2 separate regions of the Mus musculus genome follow, and region 2 is linked to region 1. The links are chromatin contacts, called in public HiChIP or PLAC-seq maps. All regions are on one chromosome and are shown on one strand. The core of a region is the stretch at or near the end of the contact, and the rest is flanking DNA. Distances in the headings are between cores, read along the strand shown.

Region 1 (5,229 bases), core at 1,337-3,836:
GCAAGAAGAGAGCATCAGGGTGGAGCCTGTCACCCTATCGTTCTGCCACTCCCACTGCTGGAGCCTGCCGCCTTGCTGTTCCGACGTGGTCACCTGAAGCTGACTCCAGGATGATTTGGCGGGAATGGGCCCTTTCCCCTTCCTTCATAACTCGGTGCACGAAATAGTAAAATTGAGCTTTGATTAGAACCTGGTTGTCTTAGCTCCGTCTCTCTCGCATCGCCTAGCCCCATCTTCTCTTCCAGGTTCCAAGATGCTTCTCAGACTAGAACCCAGACATGTGAGCCGCTGGCCAGCCGCAACAGATCTGGCGACCCAACGCGGGACTGAGAAACAACAGAGGACATTTGGAAGAAGCACTGCTGGTTTGGAGCTCCATAGAAGAAGAAAATAATTAAAGGAAATTCATACCGGAGAAAGTCGGTATGGGCTAAGTTGAAACAGCGTTAAACCTGCACGCTAATTCACTTAGGTTCACCAGTGAGGTTTATTAGGGGCTAGGAACGTAACAGGTGGTTAGCCGTAGCTCCCAGTTAGGCGTGAGAAAAGAAAGGGTTTATTAAAAGGAAATTACTAATCAGGCAGATGGCCGCAGTTAAAAACTGCATCATGCGGGAGGAAAATGTCCCAAAAAGCAGAGAGAAATTTCAGGGGTGCCCTGCTTTGTTCTCTCTGGGCTTTACAGCAGAAGTACTCTGCCCCTTTTGTGTCTTTGTCTAATGTCTGGTGCACCAATCTGTTCATTTGTTCAATTTCATGTATGTTCGTGTCCAGTCTGAATGAATGAATGTTCTATGTTTTATGTTGGATAATAAAGATGGCTAAAAAAAAAAAAACTTTATCTGCAAAGCCGAGAGCGGCCACATGCTTCAACCAGGAAACAGGCACACGGCAAGAGGGCCCCTGCTGGAAAAGCTGTTCCTTATAGGAAAAAAGGAGAGTCTACAGCCTCTTAGTTTTGGGGTAAAAAAGCTGATAAACTTTTTTTTTTTCTTAGAGGGTTCTCTACATTCGTGATTAATGTGTTTGGCAAATGATAAAGTACTTTTTATTCTATGATTATAGCTAGAAAAATTAATGTTCTCTGATTGGTCTAAATGTAACTGCTTCCTTTGTTTTTTTTTTTTTTTAATTGGTAATATGCTCTGAGTGTTTTCACAATCAGCTCATAAGTTATTAGTTAAGATTAATAGTTGTTACATTGGTAACAGATGGTTAGCCTTAAAATTGATAACTCAAGTTTAAAGTCCTTCCAACACGTGGCATAAGGCAGGCCAAGAGGCTGGGTCTCTAAAGATACTTCTAGTTGAGATAATAATTAATGTGATTCTTATCCTAGAAAGTAGAATTAAAGATAAAATTTTAAGTAATGTCTCTTTAATAAAACATTAAAGCTTGCATGTATTCATAGGTATTAATTGGCAGCCAAACTTTGTAATATGATGGTAATGCTTCTAATATTAATTCTATAAGTAATAAATTGTTTTAAAATTGGGTTTTACTTTTCCAAAGTTAATGGCAGAACGCTTGTGAGTGCTCTTAACCACTAAGCCCCCATAAGGTTAAATTCAAAAACAATAAGAACAAAGCCAATTTATGCTAATCTGGATGTACTATGGCTTTAACCCTTGAGGTTGTGTGTGTGTGTGTATGTGTGTGTGTGTGTTTGTATGTACTGACTAGGGGTGGGGGTGGAGTGGGGAGAAGGGGCTGCGTGTGTCAAGGACAATGTGGCAGTTTCCTCTGTCTCATTTTTCCTAACCTCGTATTGCAACAAAGTTCAGTTGTGTTTTTCATCAGCTGGATAACACTATCTTTTGGGGATAGACAGAGATTAAATGAGATAATGCAAGCAAAGGGCACTTGCTAATGTATGAAAATCCCCCAACCTGTTTGAGTGACCACTGAAATGGCCAATAGCACCTTCCTAGGAAACCCTAACCCCACCCCTAGACTCAGCCCTTGGCGCGCTCCCACCTCTCAACCACCCAACTCACCTGGGGGCAGGAAGAGCGTGGCGCGCACCCGGCCCTCGCGCACGGGCACGCGCCGCACCCCGGGAGCCATGAAGTGACGCTCGTGCACCGTCCGCGCCAGCCGCCGCCCGCCATCGGGCTCGTGTCCGTCCAGCACCTCCAGCTCCACCAAGAAGGGCGTCTGCACGTCGCGCTTGATCAGGCGCCAGAAAGGCCGATCGGGCTCCATGGCCCAGAGCAGCCCCATGGGCTCGAGCCCCGAGAAGCTGCCGCCCAGCGCGGGCACGCGCGCCAGGTCCAGCTCGCCGTGGGAGTCCGCGCGGTAGCGCGCGTGGGCTCGGAAGAGCGCGCCCTTCTCGTCGCGCAGGACAGAGCGCAGCGTGACGGGCTGCTCGGGGGCCAGGCCGCGCACGGCGATGCTCAGCGGCTCGTCCCAGCAGCTGCGGCCCGTGGGCTCCACGCTCAGTGTCGCTGCCATTAGGAGCTGGAGGCCTCGGGGAGCGCCACGCGAGTCCGGAGCGGAGCCTGGCCTGCTGTGGAGCCGACCTAGTGCGTCTCTAGGACCCAGACAAGAGAGGAACCATGATCTGTCAGCAATTTGGGCACAGACCGGCCAAAGGTCATGCTTCGGGGCTGAGCCAGGTTATAGGATTCTGCTTCTCGCCACTCCCACGTGGTGTTGTGAAAGTGATTGGTGATGACACACCAAGTGAATGAATCAAGGCAAAGTACGATCCTTCCGTGGATTCAGCAGCTTTATAAAAATACAAAACGGAACCAAGAGCAAGAACTTTGTAATAAATTACAACTTTATACCACTTTAGTCTTAAGATACTCAGCTTACAAAAACTTCCCTGGATGCTACAGCTCCCAGCACAGAAACTAGAATGCACAGTTAAATTGAGAAAGGCAACTGTGTTAAGTTAGGGTTCTCTAAATATGAACATAGCGAACAGGATGGAGACATGCGCAGACAGAGACACGAAGACGTCCCTTCTCCCGTGTCCTTTTGTGTGGCCCAGATTTAGGGCCAAATGATCTGGATTTAGGGCCAAATGATCTGGACTTAGGGTGAGTCTCCCACCTCAAAATAATCCAACCAAGAAAAATCCTTCACAGGCAATCCCAGCTGCTTGGGGTTTAGTTGACTCCAGATGTGGTTAAATTGACAGCCAAGATTAATTAGTGGGCAACATCCTCTCCTGGCCCCAAAGCCCAGATTCAATGAGATGCAAATGGCTCTCTGGTACAGGATGAAGAGGCCACAGAGGTGGTTGCTCGACCCCGTTTTACTAGGGGTGCTATTAAGGGCGGCTTGAACGTTCTAGGGGCCGAGCAGGTGTCAAGGGTGCCATAGAAAGTTCTCTGAGAAGTTGGCTTCATCCAAGGTCCAGTGTTGTCCAATGGGCTGATAAAATGGTGCAGGGAGTGGCTCAGCAGGTAAGAGCACTGACTGCTCTTCTGAAAGTCCTGAGTTCAAATCCCAGCAACCACATGGTGGCTCGCAACCATCCGTAATGAGAACCGATGCCCTCTTCTGCTGCGTTTGAAGACAGCTACAGTGTACTTACGTATAATAATAAATAAATCTTTCGTTCAGAGTGAGCAGGGACTGAGTGAGTATAGTTGTCCAGAGCGAGCAGAGGTCTTTAAATTCAATTCCCAACAACCACATGAAGGCTCACAACCATCTGTACAGCTACAGTGTACTCACATACATAAAATAAATCTTTTTTAGAAATGGTGCAGCCTAAGATGCAGATATATGAGTGCTTGTGGAGCCATCTGGCTGGGGTTTAGGATGCTGTTGGCATGCCACTAGATACACATAAGGCAGGCGTTCAAACTGAACCTTCCAGAAGGAAGAGTGCAAAGGTGAGGAAGGCCCTGACTGCCAACTGAGGCGATGTTCTGTCCCTTGGTCAACGTAAAGTAAAATATGAGCAGGGACTTTGTGAATTATATTGCTAAGAAGGTTGTTATCAGCAATTTTAACATGATGTTTAAATGACAATTTTTTCAAAAGGAGAGGTGCTGATTTCACTTTATTGTTATATGTCCACAGCCCAGAATCGGGACAAGAAGAATTTTTCTGTGGAACAGTTACATGCTTTCAAGTCAGGTTTTCTTCCCTACAGCTTCCTTGTATATTAGATATAGCAGTAGTTACATCATAGTGTTTTGAGAACTGGATGTACCAGGAATAGAGTAAATATCACATAAATGGTAGCTATAATTTTCATAAAACTTCATAATCTAATATCTTAGCTATTTTTTAAGCTTAAAATTAAAACTTTTTTAAAATATTTTTTTATTACGTATTTTCCTCAATTACATTTCCAATGCTATCCCAAAAGTCCCCCACACTCCCCTACCCACCCATTCCCACCTTTTTGGCCCTGGCGTTCCCCTGTACTGGGGCATATAAAGTTTACCTGTCCAATGGGCCTCTCTTTCCAGTGATGGCCGACTAGGCCATCTTTTGATACATATGCAGCTAGAGTCAAGAGCTCCGGGGTACTGGTTAGTTCATAATGTTGTTGCACCTACAGGGTTGCAGATCTCTTTAGCTCCTTGAGTACTTTCTCTAGCTCCTCCATTGGGGACCCTGTGATCTATCCAATAGCTGACTGTGAGCATCCACTTCTGTGTTTGCTAGGCCCCGGCCTAGTCTCACAAAAGACAGCTATATCAGGGTCCTTTCAGCAAACGCTTGCTAGTGTATGCAATGGTATCATCGTTTGGAGGCTAATTATGGGATGGATCCCTGGATATGGCAGTCTCTAGATGGTCCATCCTTTTGTCTCAGCTCCAAACTTTGTCTCTGTAACTCCTTCCATGGGTGATTGTTTCCAATTCTAAGAAGGGGCAAAGTGTCCACACTTTGGTCTTCGTTCTTCTTCAGATATCTTAGCTATTTTAATGCACGTATTTGCAATTATTTCTCAGGAAGAATAGCTAGCTGTTATAAAGAATTAGTGGCTTGGATATGTTGGCAGCTAATAAGCAGCCATTCTGGGGTTCCAACCTAAATGATTTACGATTGTCATCATCATTAAATCCTCCTCATCATATCTAATGAGCATATATCATCCTTATAAAAGCCCAGCCACCCATGAGTGTGTGCAAGAAGGCAAGCAGTGTGACCTCAAACTTCCTTAGCTGTGCCTATGTGCGCCCTTCTCAGCTATCTCTTCATCAACCTGAATTTTTGTCATAGTGACCAAAAGGAAAGAACAGATTTGATACAAAG
Region 2 (5,379 bases), core at 1,024-3,523, 320 kb before region 1:
TAGAATATAATTTCCAGCTGCGGACCCATAAAGTAGGCACTGTATGTTTGTTGGGTAAGATAAAACTAAAAGGAAAACAATTAGATTTCCAAGTACATTATAAAATACACCCAGGTGATGTGTTTTATTTCTTAGCTATTTAATGTAACTGTTTTTGAAATGAGAAAAAAACCACCTAGAAATCAAGTGAGAAGCCCAGGCGTAGTGGTGCACACTTGTATGGCTACCCAGGGGCTCAAGGAGGAGGAGGAGTCTCAGAATAAAACCCAAAGAATATGACAAGAATGGATTAAGAATGCAACTGTGCAATTATGCAGGGAACTGTTCCCAAACTCAAATGTCAGAGGGAAACTCAAGCCTAAAACAACAATTAGTTGTGAGTTTTAGGAAGAATTATGGAAAACAGGGGACTGAAGGGGGAAAGTCAGTAAGCGCCTTTATAACTCGGGAGTAACAGCCTGTGCTTGGGAGCCCAGCATTTGGGAGGCAGAGACAGCGGGATCAGTTAAAGGTCCACACCAGCAAAGATTACACAGCACCTTATTTTAAACAAACAAACAAACAAAAAGACTATTGGAAATACCTTAGTCACATATTTTTGTTTGTTTTGGGAGTTTTGCATTCTATGTAACCCAAGGATGGCTTTGAACTTCTGATCCTCCTGCAAAAAACACCATGCTTTTTACTACCATGATTTTAACAGTCACTCCTGAGTTTTAAAATATAATACTTTGCTAGACAGAAAAGCAAACAATAACAAAACAGAATTGTGTGTGAACGTTAGTAAAAGAGCTGCTGTCTTCCTTCCCCGTGACGCTCAGAAAAGAGCGAGAGAAGGATGCAGTACAAAGGAAAACATACACACAAACCTAACACAAGAGCGAGCCACCAAAATGTGAATGCTAAAGTTTCGAAGGGCCCAGAAACGGTGCTACATCATGCCAGCACTTGGTAAATATATTCCACACCATTGGTCATTAGGGAAATATAAACACAAGCCACTTCCTACGAACTTCAGAGGACAAAGAAAAAAGGCAGCAGATAGTGCTGTCAGGGTCAGGAGAAACCTGAGCATTCATCTACTGTCAATGATAACATAAACTGGGGCACTCTCTCAAAGTCTGGCAGGTCTTCAAAACATCAGCATTGCCACATAACCCAGAGATTTCACTAGAGAATAGCCTCGAGATGATCAACACTGTTCACACCAAAGTTTGCACACAGAATGTCCCTACTAGCATCATTCCTTTACAGGCCAAAAGTGAAAACCAAGCATACTTTCAACACAATTGAGGATGGCATCAGCTCTCAAAACAAAAGCTGTCTGATACAGACTCCAACCTGGATTAACCTTTAAAACAGAGTATATCTCCAACTACATAGAACTATCCGGAAAAGGTAAATCTATAGACAGAAAGTAGGAGAGTCTGTAGGGCTGAGAAGGTGAGCAGAAGTGTGGAGAGTGACATCTAATGAATTCCAAGTCTTTTTTTATTTTTTTGCTTTTTGGTTTTTTATAAAGTAAGGAAACGGTAATAAAACTTATTGTAGGTACTGAATAGCTCTGCAAAAATACTAAAAACTCATTGGACTGTACGCTTTAAGTGGGAGCACTTATAACTAGATGAATGTTATCTTAATAAAGCAGCTTTAAGACCAGGAGTGGGGGCGCGGGCCTTAATCCCAGCACTCAGAAGACTGAGGAAGATGATCTCTGTGATTTCGAGGTCAATCCGATCTACCATCCGATACTACAAAGCCCGATGCCTCTCGAGGTGCTCATAAACAATCCTGGACAGTTCTCAAGGGTCAGACTGACTTAGAAAGGCCCGCCCACTTGTGATCCCGCAGAACCCATGCCATTCCCGAGGACTCCCCTGGAAGGACAGTGAGCAAAGCACCAGGTCAGGCACGTTAGGTGTCTGGACAGCGTCCCGACCTCCACTGTGAGTACCGTCCCTCCACAGCCCAGATCCTCCAGCCCGCGGTCGAGATGCACCTACCTAAGGCACAAGCCATGGCAGAGCCCACTAGGCCTCCTCCTGACACCACCACGTCGTACACGGTGTCTGCCGAGGAGCCCGCCCATCGCTGGCTGGCAACTAGCGGGCCTCCTCTGGCTGCGAGCTGCGCGGAACTCCACCAGCGAACGCAGAGCAAGCCTGCCATGGAGCCAATGCGGGCCGCCATAATGACTCCTGCCTGCGCCCGCGCCCGGGACTTCTCCCTGATAGGTCCTGGAAAGTGCTTCCGGGGCAGTCGTCAACCTTGTGTGGTTTTAGCCCTGTCTTCAAAACCGGAAATAAAATAGTTGAAGAAAATTATCCAATCAGAAGACGCTCTTGCCTCATTGGGCGGAACAGACTAAAGACTGGAAGCCAATCCAAGGCTAAAGCCATGAAGGGGCGTGGCTAGCAGTACCTAACCGCCGGCGCCGCTGTCACGGTTGTCACTGCTGCTTTCACCTCTGCTTCTCTCTCTCTCTAGTTAGGAAGATGACTGTGGGGAGGACTGCGGGAGGTCCTGAGTGCGCCGAGTGGAGCCGTGAGGTGAGTGGAGAAAGGAGGAAGTCGGATGCCTCAGCAAGGAATCCTCAAGAGTGGAAACTGTTTAGCGTTGCCGTGGAGACAGAGTCAGGGGCGTGTCATCAAAGGGCGAAGAATTAAAATTGGCAGCGCTTGGGCACTTAGAGAACCAGTCTTGGGGGACGTGGGTCTTTTGTGTCTTGTACCAGGCTCTGATATCAGGAATCGTACTAATAACAAACCACGAATTAACCTTGAAAATCTTAAAAGCGATCTCTATCTTAATATGATTATCCAGAAAAGGCAAATCTAGGGGGCGCGTCATTGCATGGGGCTGAGGTGAGGAGAAACAGGGAGAGACTTCTAAAAGGGCTGAGGAGGTGAGGAGAGACTTCTAAAAGCTTCCAAGGTTTTTGTTGTCGTTTTAGAGTAAGGAAAACGCACCGAAACGCAGCTCTTCAAATATATTAAAATTCATTAAACTGAATGTGTTTAATGTGTTGTATCCTCTCAAACCCATTTTCTAGAAAAGAAAAGAGATGGGTTAAGCAATTTGCCCCGAAATCTCTGAAAACAGAAAGTAGGCTGGTAGTTGCCTAGGGCTGACAGGTTGAGAGGAAGATGTGGGAGGGTTAAGGGATATAAGTGACAATTAAATGCTACACTGGTGCTTCAGAGCAGAGATTCTCAATCTGTTTCACCTAAGATCATCCTGCATATCAGATATTTACCTTACAATTCATAACAGTAGCAAAATTACAGTATTAACAATGAAAATGACTATGGTTGGGGCTCACCACCACATGAAACACTGTATTAAAGGGTCGATGCATTAGAACAGTTGAGGACACTGCTTTAGAGGAATGGTGAAAATGGTCTGACTTCTACTGTGATTGCTAGATGACCCTGGCTGTTTTAGAAACTGGAGGAGAGTACGCTTTGAATGGCTCACTTGTACACTATGGACATTGTGTTTCAATAAAGTTGTTTTTAAAACGAAAGAGCCAGCATTATGGCTCAAACTTGTAATCCCAACAACTCAAATTACTAAAGCAGAAGGATAAGGAGTTCAAGGTCGCCCTTTGACCCTGTCACAACAGAGAGAGAGGGGCAGGGGAAGGAGAGAGTTTTGCTCTAGATCACATGTTCTTCAGCAGCAGAGCTAGGGTTAGAGCACACACTTATCTCTAACTCAGATGGACTGCTCCAATTGCCACTAATCATCAATAGTCCACTGGTGGCCTTGTACCTACCACTCTAAGGACATCTCAGGCCACTGTCCTCCAGCCACACCACCTTCCCTCTATCACTACAAGACTCAACTGAGACAATAAAAATCACCCTAACACTCAAAGTCAGACACCCCCAACCTCAGTGGTTCAGATTGCTCTCCACACTATAATGATGGACAAGCATGCGCTCAGTAGAAACAATACTCCATACTTTTTTTTTGTTTTTTCGAGACAGGGTTTCTCTGTTTAGCCCTGACTGTCCTGGAACTCCCTCTGTAGACCAGGCTGGCCTCGAACTCAGAAATCCGCCTACCTCTGCCTCCCAAGTTCTGGGATTAAAGGCATGCGCCACCACTGCCTGGCTAATACTCCATACTTTTATTTTTCTATTTTTATGGTACTGAGGACTGAGTCCAGGGTCCTGTGCATTCTAGGTAAGTGCTCTCCACAGAGCTAAATTCCCAGCTCTAGATTTCAGTCTTTCTTTAAATAGCAATAGGATACACTCTCTGCTTTGGTGACACAGTGTCCAGGGACTTGCTATTTCTAGTGAGTTGCACAATCAGGAGTGTGAACAATAGCTATTCTCTAAGTGCCCTGCTCAGTAGGTTAATGTATTAGTACGTTTTTACTTAAACTACTGTGACTTAGAATGGACTTATCTGGATATAGACGATGCATCATGTGTGAAAGAGCATCTGTACTCTGCCTAGCAGATACAGCCAAGGGCAGGAGCAAGGTCACCAAGCGGCAGTGCTTTTCCTGGGTCCATACCATAGTTGCAGACTTACTAACAGTTCTGTCTTCTAAAGGATTATGCATCCTTATCAGCTGTTTACCTTTGCCCTAAGATATTGCACAGCTCTCTACCTTTCTCGACCATTCTCATTCATCACAGTACCTGTCAAGAGTTGATCCCTCTTCCCTATCCCTCCTCTCAAAACAGCCTGAACATGCTGATCCTAGTCCATCCCTGTGCATTTGCTATAGTTTTCCATGATGTTGTGCAACAAACTGATACATTTAATCCTGAGTATTGGTGCCCTCCCAGTGCCCTCTGACGGGTAGCCACAGACAAGCCTTCCAAGCGCACACTTCCTTACGTTACCCTCCCGTGTTCTCCCTCTGCTCTCACCGGAAAACAGACTTCATGACTGTACAGGCTGGTTTTGTGTCAACCTGACACAGGCTAGGATCATCCCAGAGGAAAGAGCCTCAGTTAAGGAAATGCCTCCATGAGAACCAAGTGTAAAGCATTTCTCAGTTAGTGATCAATGGGAGAGGGCCCAGCCCATGGTTGGTGGGGCCATCCTTGGGCTGGTAGTCCTGGTTTCTGAGAAGGCAGACTAAACAAGCCAGAGGAGAAAACCAGTAAGCAGCACTCCTCTGTGGGCTCTGCATCAGCTTCTGCCTCCAGGTTCCTGCCCTGCTTGAGTTCCTGTCCCGACTTCCTTCATTGATGAACAGCAATGTGGAAAGTGTGAGCCAAATAAACCCTTTCTTCCCAACTTGCTTTTTGGTCATGGTGTTTCATCACAGCAATAGAAACTCTTATCTAAGACAATGGCACACTAGGCACCCAACCCATGTTATCTTGTATGCACACATGGATGGATGTAATT

Evidence for each region. HiChIP or PLAC-seq counts read pairs in DNA pulled down with a chosen protein or histone mark.
Region 2: a contact with region 1 is called in an H3K27ac HiChIP or PLAC-seq map of microglia, with 4 times the contacts expected there. The contact joins the promoter of Coq6 here to the promoter of Acot4 in region 1. A contact is called at or near these places in 1 of 115 datasets of contacts at active chromatin or transcription factors (microglia) and 1 of 9 other capture datasets (liver).

Annotation. Positions count from the first base shown.
Region 1 is chr12:84,035,736-84,040,964 of GRCm38.p6, reverse strand. It overlaps Acot4 (acyl-CoA thioesterase 4), which reads right to left and starts at 2,586. Exons shown (of 3, transcript NM_134247.3): 1 at 1,998-2,586. The coding sequence starts at 2,454. All of the region lies in intron 1 of Gm40474 (a long non-coding RNA gene), which reads left to right.
Region 2 is chr12:84,358,862-84,364,240 of GRCm38.p6, reverse strand. It overlaps Coq6 (coenzyme Q6 monooxygenase), which reads right to left and starts at 2,273. Exons shown (of 12, transcript NM_172582.3): 1 at 2,004-2,273. The coding sequence starts at 2,190. Fam161b (family with sequence similarity 161, member B) reads left to right here and starts at 2,413. Exons shown (of 9, transcript NM_001358283.1): 1 at 2,413-2,549. The coding sequence starts at 2,496.